Regions from separate parts of the Sus scrofa genome. Here region 1 is linked to region 2. The links are chromatin contacts, called in public Hi-C maps. All regions are on one chromosome and are shown on one strand. The core of a region is the stretch at or near the end of the contact, and the rest is flanking DNA. Distances in the headings are between cores, read along the strand shown.

Region 1 (5,521 bases), core at 1,043-3,542, 130 kb before region 2:
CATACACAGAACTGCGTAGAGCCCGAGGGCTTCCTCTGGCTCCAAAGCCCAGCTGGCCCAGAGCTGACGTGATAAGCACCTGTGAGGGCTGCCTCCCCAGCCTGCTCACTCTCCACTGCCTCTGCCCCAGCTGGTGTGTCCTGACTCGGGCTCTTGGGGAAAGTACTTTCTCAGGAATAACTTGTCTTAGGTGCTGGAGATCCCAATACTATGACAGCCATAGAGGGACATGAAATCAACTGAGGTGACTTGACCAGTGAATTAATAACATTAGAGTGGGTAATAGTGGAGTGCACTCTGCATTTTTTTCAACGTGGAACTGTATACCGGATCATGTAAACTCCATCACCAAGGGACAGAGGCGAGAATAGTTAGAAAAACTCTGCTGTAAAGATGCTTCATTGTTTTATAAACAATTGTCATGTCAACACGTGACCTTTAACATGTGCCACTTTTCTAGAATATGCTAAGGAGAGGCCAAAGAATCAGTGCTAGCTCTTCTAGATAAGAGGGTGCCTGCTTTTTTATTCTCTGAATTCTATAACTATTTAATTTTCAAAAAGATTTACAATAATTATCCTAGGAAGACTCTGGTGAGAGTGACATCCATCCATTGCTGGTGGCATTGTGAACCACAACTGAGTTAATGATCCTATAAATTCTTGCATTTGTGCTAAGGAAAAAGAACTCGGGGAGTTCCTGTGGTGGCTCAGAGGAAACGAATCCAACTAGTATCCATGAAGATAGGGGTCCATGATCCCTGGACTCATTCAGTGGGTTAAGCATTCATTGGGTTGCTGTGAGCTGTGGTGTAGGCTGGCAGCTGCAGCTCTGATTGGATCCCTAGCCTGGGAACTCCCATATGCTGGGTGTGGCCTTGAAAAGCAAAAAAAAAAAAAAAAAAAAAAACCTCAAAGAACTAAAATTCCATGTGCATAATGATGCACACTACAGTGTCATATGTTTAATAAAAATGGACGGAGTTCTGGCTCTGGCACAGTGAGTTAAGAATCCCTCTGCAGCAGCTCTGGGTCACTACGGAGGTTCAAGTTCATTCCCCATAAGGGCCCAAGGATAAAGGGTTAAAGGGTTAAAGGGTTAAAAGATCCGATGTGGCCACAGCTGTTGGTGTAGTTTGCAGCTGAAGCTCAGATTCAATCCCTGGCCCAGGAACTTCCATGTGCTGCGGGTGAGGACATTAAAAAAAAAAAAAAAAGGAGAAGAAGAAGAAAAGAAAAAAGAAGAAACAACCTAAACGCTTGGATAAGAGGGATTTAAAGAGCCTTTTTTCTTGGACCAAAAAAAAAAAAAAAAGGCTTTGACGGGGATGATTGATGAAGATCGAGGCGCTTGAGGGGCCTCAGTGGCACCCCCAGCTGTGCTCAGTTCTCCAGAGGGGTCTGATGGAGGCCCAGTACTGTGTACTGGGACTGAAGACCTGCCAGCTCTGGAGGGAATTCCAGTGCTCCTACTTACAAGCTGACTTGGCATAAGAAAGCACACGGGAGGAGGCAGTTACGAGGTCGCGAAAATAGGAGTACTTGGAAAATAGGAGTGCTTGGCAAAGACCTGTCCTTTCGGCTCCGCACCCAAGACACCCTGGGCCTGTGGCCAATGCAGACACGAAACCCTCACGTGGGTGTTGAAAAGCCCGTTATTCTTAATGGAGCTTCCAAAACTCTTTTAACAGAGTGCTCAGTACTCGGGCCTCCCAGACCCCCACCCCCACCCCCGACTATAATGGATTAAATAGGGGGTCATCTCAACTTTGCTGTTGTTGAGAAGTGGGTATATCCGGGAGTTCCCGTTGTGGCTCAGCGGGTTGAACAACTATCCATGAGGACTCGGGTTGGATCTCTGGACTCAGTGGATTAAGGATCCCATGTTGCCACATCTATAGCCTAGGCCCGCAGCTGCAGCTCCCATCGGATCCCTAGCCTGGAAACTTCCATATGCCACAAGTGCGGCCATAAAGAGACAAAGAAAAGACAAAAACTAGGACTAGCGGGACTGTGAGAGTCAGGGACCAGATCATGAGGGGCTGCTGTCACTGCGGGCGACCCTGGAAGGGCTGGGGCGCACCCTCCGCAGCCAAAGGGGCGCCTATCCCAGCGGCTGAGACGCCCGGCCGCTGATGCCCGCCCGCGGCCAGCAGGGGCGCGCGGGAGCCCGCGATCCGGGAGGGCGGCGTGGGCGTGGGAGAGGCGGTGCGGGCTCAGGCGCCGCGGGGTGTGGCTCCCGCCGCTGGGCGGGGCGCAGGGCTTAAAAGGCAGGCCCGCAGGCTGCCGCTCAATCGCGCTCCGGCTGCCGCCCTGAGCCCCGCGCCCCGTTATGGAGCGGCCGCCGCTGCCCGCCCTGCTGCTGGGCGCCGCCGGGCTGCTGCTCCTGCTGCTGCCCCTCTCCTCTTCCTCCTCTTCGGACGCCTGCGGCCCCTGCGAGCCGGCCACCTGCCCGCCCCTGCCCCCGCGGGGCTGCCCGCTGGGCGAGACCCGCGACGCGTGCGGCTGCTGCCCGGTGTGCGCGCGCGGCGAGGGCGAGCCGTGCGGGGGCGGCGGCGCCGGCAGGGGGCACTGCGCGCCGGGCATGGAGTGCGTGAAGAGCCGCAAGAGGCGGAAGGGTAAAGCGGGCGCAGCAGCCGGCGGCCCGGGCGTAAGCGGTGTGTGCGTGTGCAAGAGCCGCTACCCGGTGTGCGGCAGCGACGGCGTCACCTACCCCAGCGGCTGCCAGCTGCGCGCCGCCAGCCTGAGGGCCGAGAGCCGCGGGGAGAAAGCCGTCACCCAGGTCAGCAAGGGCACCTGCGAGCAAGGTGAGCACGGCCGGTTCCCACGGCTCCGCGCGCGCATCCCTGGACTCGGGGCGGGATGCCGGGAGGGTGGGTGACCCTCCCCTTCTCTTTTCCGAGGCTTCTCTTTGGAGGGTTTGGGGCGTGCGTCAGGAAAGAGAGCTTTGCGGGGCGACTGGAGACAGAGAAGGAAAAAAGTTTTTCCTGATGCCGCAGACTCTCCCTCCCCCAGAGCTCACCCAGCTCAGCTGGCAGATCGACTCCCAGAAGGTGCCTCTGTTCTGTTGGGGATGCGGAGATGCCATTTTCGAATGATTCTTTCTTGGCTTGGGTGTAGAGATGGAGCCAGGAGATAGGGGAAAGAAGTTTGGTGAAATACAGGAGGATTTTCAGAGAGAAGTTGTTTATCCCGCGTTTGCTTGGCTAGATTGTAGGAATTTTAAAAATTGGGCGTCCTGGTTTCCTAATGTTAAGGGAAGCAATTCACTTACTGGAAGTTAGAGATTCTCAAACAGTAATCTAACTAGTTAATTATTTGTGGGCAAAAAAAAAAATACAAACTCTTTGAAGAACTGTTTTTTGTGATGTTTATGTTTCGAACTTTATGACCATTTTGTTTTACTTTCTTGTTCCTTTTTTGCGTAATTTCTCCCCAGGATGCACTGTTCAGCAGGAATGCCTTTGAGGTTATGTTTGATCGTTTATTTTATTCCAAACAAGTCCAAGCTTGCCATAAATGAAAGAGGAAAATAAAGAGAGTCTGGACTTGCGAAAACAAACAAAAAACAAAACAAAACAAAATCCAAGCTTGTAATTCTAATGTCTGAAATAACATTTTCCATCGGCAGCAGTTTCAAGGGAAAGTTAGAAATCCAGCCTTGGCAGTCCTGCTCCTGGCCCTGGTCCCAGCCAGGGTGGAAAAGGGAGAGAGGAGACAGTTCTGAAATGACAGAAGCAGTTGCTTCTTTGACACACTCAGGCTCTCTCCAAGCTTTCCAAATAATTGTGGGTTTTTTTTAGAGTTCTTCCCAGAAGTCCAATGGCTTATAGGTCCTCTGTCACTGACTTCAGAGTTTACTATTGAAAGCCTTAAATAGTGTAAGCGACTTATGTTAACTATATTATCACTGCTTTAAATTTAGAAAGTCGCAATCCAAAATAATCCACGTACTCTTCCAACAGAAACCATCATGTGCTCCTTTTGATCTACTTTATCAGTCATACCATGAAAAGAGAAATGTGCATAGTTTAAGAATTCACTCCAAATGTTGATGTTTTTCTTACACATTCCACGGGAATTTTCCCCGTTGTCTTTCCCAATCACTGGAACTTGCTTTAGCAGAACAGGTTGGCTTGGTTATTAGTTAAGTATTGTTGTCAGTTCTAGCCTGTAGCTAGTTTTATCCATCTTCTCTCATGCTATTTACATCCCTGATGTGCAGTCATAAAATACTGAGACTGATGGTCACATGGAACTAGTCATAGAAGCTCATTAGTATGTAAATCCGAATCCCCAGCGTCTCCCAGGATGCAGTCCCTAGGAGGGTGCAGACCTAGTTTTTCTTTATGTTTGGGAAAATGTTAAGAGAAATAGTATCTAAAATTGGAAACCTTGTCGTGAATTAGTCTTTTCTTCCTAACCTAAATTTAGAGTTACTGGATAGGGCCTGGGAGCATTTATAGGAGAACGCCTGCCAGCGAGGGCAGCACAGAATACGAGGTTCTCCAGAGTACTTTTCCACAGCTGAGGCAAGTGGGCCTAAAGCCAGATCTCCTCAAATAGTTTTCCTGACTCCTGGATGTGTTTTGACAATTATAGAAGCAAACCCATCAGAGTACTTAACTTCTGTGCTATTTAGACACTCCCAATCGCTTCCCAATCCTTTGCACAGCGTAGGAAATGAATTTTCTGGCTTCTTCCAGCCATTTCCACCCTCGGGAAACTTGAGTTACACTGCCTCAAGTATGGGGGGGGCATCTCTGTTGGTCTCACTTACCCTGTGTTGATTGAGCATCTGACGTGTGTCAGCTCCGTGCCAGATGCTGTACAGCCGAGAATGCACAAAGCCTGTCTGGTCTTGCTAGTAAAGAAAGTATACATACAGGGAGTGGTGGAGTGGATTAAGGAGCCAGCATTGTTGCTGCTGTGGCACAGGTTCGATTCCTGGCGTGGAAACTTCCACATGCAGTGGGTGCAGCAAAAAAAAAAAAAAAAAGTATCCATGCAAGTTACAAAGCCACCTCTCAGAGCACCTTTCCTAGAGCCCTGGACACCCCCGTCTCTTCCCAGTCCTGTCTTTTCTGAGATCACTGCTTATCCATCTTGTTTATCTGTGCTTATCCATGCTTGTTTTCTGTGCCTCTGTGATAAGAGGCAAATCTGTCTTTTAAAAAGCTCTATCTGAAAGGTAATGACCTAATAATCTCAAATCTTAAGACTGTCATCATGAATTTATTGCCATTGAATCTTAGGTCCCCAAAGAAATGAGTAACTGGAAGAGGGGATTTGAAAATCCAGTTTAATGAAAAGGTCATGGCGACGTCAGGATGTGGCATGACGTTCTCTCAGGGGTTGGAAGAGATCGAGGCGCTCCTTTATTTAGTTCTTGGCCCCCTTTTGCTCCGTTCCTTTACATCTGAGTTCCTTGGCAGTCCCCTGGTCCCTTTGCATCCTGTCCCCTCCTCTCCCGCAGAAGTAATTTTACTTGTGGAATGAAAATGCACTCGTAAGAGTCCTCT
Region 2 (5,322 bases), core at 1,685-4,184:
CATTTGGTCATTCGTCCACTCATCAGACACTCATTGACTATGACTGTTTCCTATGTCCCAGGCATTGGAGGCATCACCTTCAACAAGACAAAGCATGGCTGTGTCCCCAAAAACTGTCACTTACTAGGGAGGTAAAGACAACATAAAGTCAATTAAGAGGAAGAACAAAGTAATATGGGCAGTCCCAAACAGGACCTAAGGAGGTTAGGAGAGACCTCACGTGTGACTAAACAGGAGTAAACCAGGCAGAAGGAGAGAGTGGGTGTGGGACGGGAGGAGAAAGAAGTACTCCAAACAGAAAAGACGTGCACACAAAACTCCACAGTGAAAGACATTCAAGGAATAAAAGGCCAATGTAGCCAAAGCACAAAATCTGGCATTAGAGAGTAATAAAAGTGTTTAAGATGCTGGCTATGTACTGATATGAAAATCCTCTAGCATATATATCAAAATTTTATAAGTGCAGGGACTTTTTGTTGTGGCTCATCAGGTTAAGGACCTGACACTGTGTTGTCACTGCTGTGGCAGAGGTCTGATCCCTGGCATAGGAACTTCTGCATGTCACACGTGCAGTCAAAAAAAAGCGCAGAAAATTGTGAATGTTACTTTTTAATTGTAAAAAGGGAAGAAGAGAATCCCTTCTCTATTTGCCTGCAAATGCATAAAGCATCTAGAGACAAAAATCTAAACAAACCAGTTAGCTACTGTGAGGAAAGCTTACAAGGGACAGACACTGGACAAGAATAAGACCTTAATTAACATTTTTGAGAAATGAGAACATATTACCTACTCAAAAAATTAAGCTAATGGAGTCCCCTGGTGGCCCAGGGTATTAAGAATCCTATGTTGTCACTGAAGTGGCTCTAGTTACTGCTGTGGCACAGGTTAGATCCCTGGCCCAGGAACTTGCACATGCCTTGGGCTGGCCAGGAAAAAAAAAAAAATTTAGCTAAAAACACTTTTCTGAGGAGTTCCCATCATGGCTCAATGGGTTAAGAACCCAACAGAGCAGCTGTGAGTTCAATGCCTGGCCATCGAGGATCCAGCACTGCCAGAAGCTGTGGCATAGGTTGCAAATGCAGCTAGGATCTGGCATTGTTGTGCTGTAGGCCAGCAGCTGCAACTCAATTCAACCCCAGCCCAGGGAACTTCCATATGCCACAGCTTCGGTCCTAAAAAGAAAAAGGTATATATTTTTCGGAATTTTTTTTCTGAGATAGCAGTTAAGAAAAAAGAATACAATGATGCTAATAAATTTCTAAATGCAGAATAAAAATGAAACAGAAGCTTAAACGGTAGAGTTTAATTTTTTGCTTCAACTTTCTCTGAGGGAATAAGGAGAAATATGAGGAGTGTCAACGAGATTGGGAGCTAGAAGAAAATGAAGTTTGAAACAATAGCTGTGGAGAATGGAAGAGGAAGCATTAGAGGAGTTCCCACCGTAGCCTAACGAATTGGAGGCGTCTTGGGAGCACTGGAACACAGGTTGGATCCCCAGTCCAGCACAGTGAATTAAAGATCCAATGTTTCCACAGGCGTGGCTTAGTTCGTTAGCTGCAGCTTGGATCTGAGCCCTGGCCTGGGTACTCCAAATGCCGTGGGGCCGCCAAAAAAGAGAGAAAAAAATACATATATGTACATACACACATACATATAACGAAAAAGCGGTACACACTAAAGATGCTATATGTAAAAAGAAAATGAGTATATATTAGCCCTGTTGAGTAAAAAAGTCATCTCTCAAGATAATTTACTTAAGCGGAAAGCAGAGTGAAGGACGCCAAACAAGCCCAATCCCCCCTCCCACCCTGTATTCTCTGCACCGGCTGTATTTGCAGAGCCTAGCACATCGCCCAGCACAAGCTGACGTTCAAACATTCGACTATTCAATAAATCCACTATCTCTGACGTTAAGGGAAGTCGAGGAGCCCTTTGCTTCAGATGAACCCCAAACACCGGTACTGGTCGCAGAAGCCGCCTGCTATTTCAATACGGACGGATGGGGGTGTCACTTTTCCAGAAGCAGCCAGTGGAGACAACAAACGTTATAAATGCTGCGCTCCCCGCCGGTCCACCCTCCTAGTTCGTCCCCGGCCCGGGGATGGAGGGGAAAACGCCTGGGGACCCCGCGCGGCGGGCGGGGAAGAAGGCCTCAAACCCTCGACTCGCCCGGCTCCCACGTTTCCCCCCTCCGACGGTTCGCCGCGCAGTGTTCTAAAGGGTCACCTACCCTCGTCCGCGTCATACATGTTGGCACACGACCCCGGAGCTCCCAATCCTCGAAGTGAAACGCAGGACACCGCCAGCAGCCACCGCCAGCAGGCTCCCCCCGGCCGCAGCGCCAGGCAAAGTGATTTCCGTTTCCGGCGCTCCCAGAATATCCTGCGGCTCCCGCGAAACCCCGCCCACAAAGAAGCCGCCGTAAGGTTTGCGCCTGCGCGAAAGTAGGCTAAGGCCTGCGAAAGGTTAGTGCTACACATGCGCAGTTTGGGGGTTGACTCTTCTGTGGCTGCCCCGCGGGGCCGCGTCACAGCTACCGAATGAAGTCTTGTTTTGCAATGTTGTTGCACAAATAGTAGCCCCTGGAGACAATAAGATTTGTTAATAAAAGGATGTAGTTGTGCTTTATTTTTTCAGTTGCAAAAACTTTAAAAAAAGTTTTGAAAAATGACTACTCTGTACATCAACTATACCTCAGCTTTGTTAAAGTTTAAAAAGTGCGATTTCTGGAGTTCCCGTCGTGGCTCAGTGGTTAACGAATCTGACTAGGAACCATGAGGTTGCAGGTTCGATCCCTGGCCTCGCTCATTGGGTTAAGGATCCAGCATTGTCGTGAGCTGTGGTGTAGGTCCCAGACGCGGCTCGGATCTGGCGTTGCTGTGGCCCTGGCGTAGGCCGGCAGCTACAGCTCCGATTCAACCCCTAGCCTGGGAACCTAATGGTAAAAAGACCAAAAAAAAAAAAAAAAAAAAGTGCGATTTCTGAGCTGCAGGCAGCAGCCGAAGCCCGACCAAAGCCTCACTCGCTGGCTGACCTAGCCAACCCCGCCGAGCCCGGACCTCCCGTGCCTTTAGCTCCGCCTTAGGTGGGTTCTCGGGCCTCAGCGGCTTCATCGCGAGATCTCACGAGATGCGATCGGGAGGAGGAGCCGAAGGGCGACGCTGACCAATGACAGCTCTCTGGTCGTCCCAGGCTTTTTCCGGTTTACCAAGCAGCTGGGGCCGCAGTGCGCGTGCAAACCCGTGGCCTGCGCTTGGCCCGCGCCCACGTGCCCATGCCGCCCGCGCGCCTCGCTCCTAGGCTGCTGTGCGGCCTCCTGCGAGGTGGCTCTCCCACGGCCAGGCGCCTTGGTCTCCGGGACGCGCTCCTGGCAAACCGGTGGCCCGCCCCTGGCCCGCGCCCGCGTTTCCATGCTGCCCACGCGCCTCGCTCCTAGGCTGCTGTGCGGCTTCCTGCAGGGAGCCTCTCCCACGGCCGCGCGCCTTGGTCTCCAGGACGCGCTCCTGGAGAGGAGATGTGCGGCCAGCCTTTCATCCCAGCGCCCGTGGGCCCTGGGCCGGGGGCGTTCTCGGTACCGGACTGCGACTGGGGGCAGCGAAGGAAGGGCCGACCTAGAGGAGAGTTTTCTGTTCCCCGAGTACATCCCGGAGCCGGAGCCCGCACCGACCCTCCAAGACCAGCTACGAGAGGTGCAGCAGCGGCAAGAAGAGAACGAACGACAGATGCAGCAGCGGCGGGAGGAGCGGCGCCAGCAGAAGCTCCGGGCCGCTCGGCGGGTGCAGCGGGCGCAGCCGGTCGTGGGGCACCCGGACCCGACGGTGGCACCCAGCGGCCTGAACTGTTCGGGATGCGGGGCGGAGCTGCACTGCCAGGACCCCGGCGTGCCCGGCTACCTGCCCAGCGAGAAGTTCCTCCGCGCGGCGGCGCAGGCGGACGGCGGGCTGGCGAGGACGGTGTGCCAGCGCTGCTGGTTGCTGGTGCACCACCGGCGCGCCCTACGCCTGCAGGTGAGTCCCGAGAAGTACCTGGAGCTCGTGAGCGCCGCGCTGCGGCGGCCCGAGCCCGCCCTGGTGTTATACATGGTGGACCTGCTGGATCTGCCCGACGCCCTGCTGCGCCACCTGCCCGCGCTCGTGGGCCCCAAGCAGCTGATCGTGCTGGGGAACAAGGTGGACCTGCTGCCCCAGGACGCCCCCGGATACCGGCAGCGCATCCGGGAGCGACTGTGGGACGACTGTGCCCGCGTCGGGCTCCTGCCGCCCCCTGGCTCCCGGAGGTCCCAACACCCCGGCCGGAAGCAGCCGCGGGACCAGGCGGAGAAGGCGAACCACTCGGCCAAGTCCCGCGCGGTGCTTAGGGACGTGCGGCTCATCAGCGCCAAGACTGGCTACGGAGTCGAAGAGTTGATCTCCGCGCTCCAGCGCTCCTGGCGCTACCGCGGCGACGTCTACCTGGTTGGCGCCACCAACGCTGGCAAGTCCACCCTCTTCAACACGCTCCTGGAGTCCGATTACTGCATCGCCAAGGGCGCTGAGGCTATCGACAGGGCCACCATCTCCGCTTGGCCTGGTGAGACTTAGGGCGCCGCCCACCCCCTTGGTTTTCCGAAAAGCGAGAGGTCTGATGGTGGTTAAGCACTTAGCACTCCTTCCTTCATGTCCACCAGAGGCTGGAGCCTCCCCTTTAAACCTCCCCTACCTACTTGGGTCCTATTTCTCTTCCCTGTCAGCTTAGCGCTTGGAAATTCGGTATATGTTGCACTAACTTTCCAACAAACATAGGGGAGTACGTCTGTGGTCTGGTCTCTCTGTAGACCAACCCGAAGACAACGCCCCGTGTACTCCCGGAGGTTTCCCTCGTAGCTTTAGTTCTTTGTATGTTGCTCTGTTTAATCCTTTTACTTTCTAAACCTCCCTCCTCTGCTCCGGTCTTGCTTGAGTTTATTCAGGAGATCTGTACACTGTGCACATTTAATATCTGAATAATTCACTAATGCAACGTGATGTGTGGCTTTGTTGAGGAAAATGTCAACTGTGTGATTTGGGGGAGATGTCTGTAGTCCTTGCAAAATGGATCCTTGTGTGACCCTGTTTGTATCTAGCAGTTGGCAAAATGAACTACTTGTTACTTTGAAACTAGGATTTAACTTTGCTTGATAAGCTGTACTTCTCTATCCTGTACGCTGGTTGATTGATACACAGAAGTACTTTTACACTAGTTAGTAGAATGTAGAAGATGGAAAAAGATTAGGCCTGTAGATGTGGGATTCAAATCCTGGCTGATCCTGTTAGCCAATCTCTGAGCCTGCTTTCTCATATGTAA

Evidence for each region. A called contact is a pair of places that touch in the nucleus more often than the background predicts.
Region 1: a contact with region 2 is called in a Hi-C map of skeletal muscle, with 4 times the contacts expected there. The contact joins the promoter of IGFBP7 here to the promoter of LOC100621115 in region 2. A contact is called at or near these places in 1 of 5 promoter capture datasets (liver), 12 of 47 Hi-C or Micro-C datasets (alveolar macrophages, embryonic fibroblasts, fetal heart ventricle and 8 more) and 1 of 2 datasets of contacts at active chromatin or transcription factors (skeletal muscle).

Annotation. Positions count from the first base shown.
Region 1 is chr8:56,354,593-56,360,113 of Sscrofa11.1, reverse strand. It overlaps IGFBP7 (insulin like growth factor binding protein 7), which reads left to right and starts at 2,292. Exons shown (of 5, transcript NM_001163801.1): 1 at 2,292-2,806. The coding sequence starts at 2,332.
Region 2 is chr8:56,229,794-56,235,115 of Sscrofa11.1, reverse strand. LOC100621115 (nitric oxide-associated protein 1-like) reads left to right here and starts at 2,934. Exons shown (of 7, transcript XR_002346682.1): 1 at 2,934-4,569. POLR2B (DNA-directed RNA polymerase II subunit RPB2) reads right to left here and starts at 2,386. Exons shown (of 25, transcript XM_003129037.5): 1 at 2,231-2,386. The coding sequence starts at 2,249.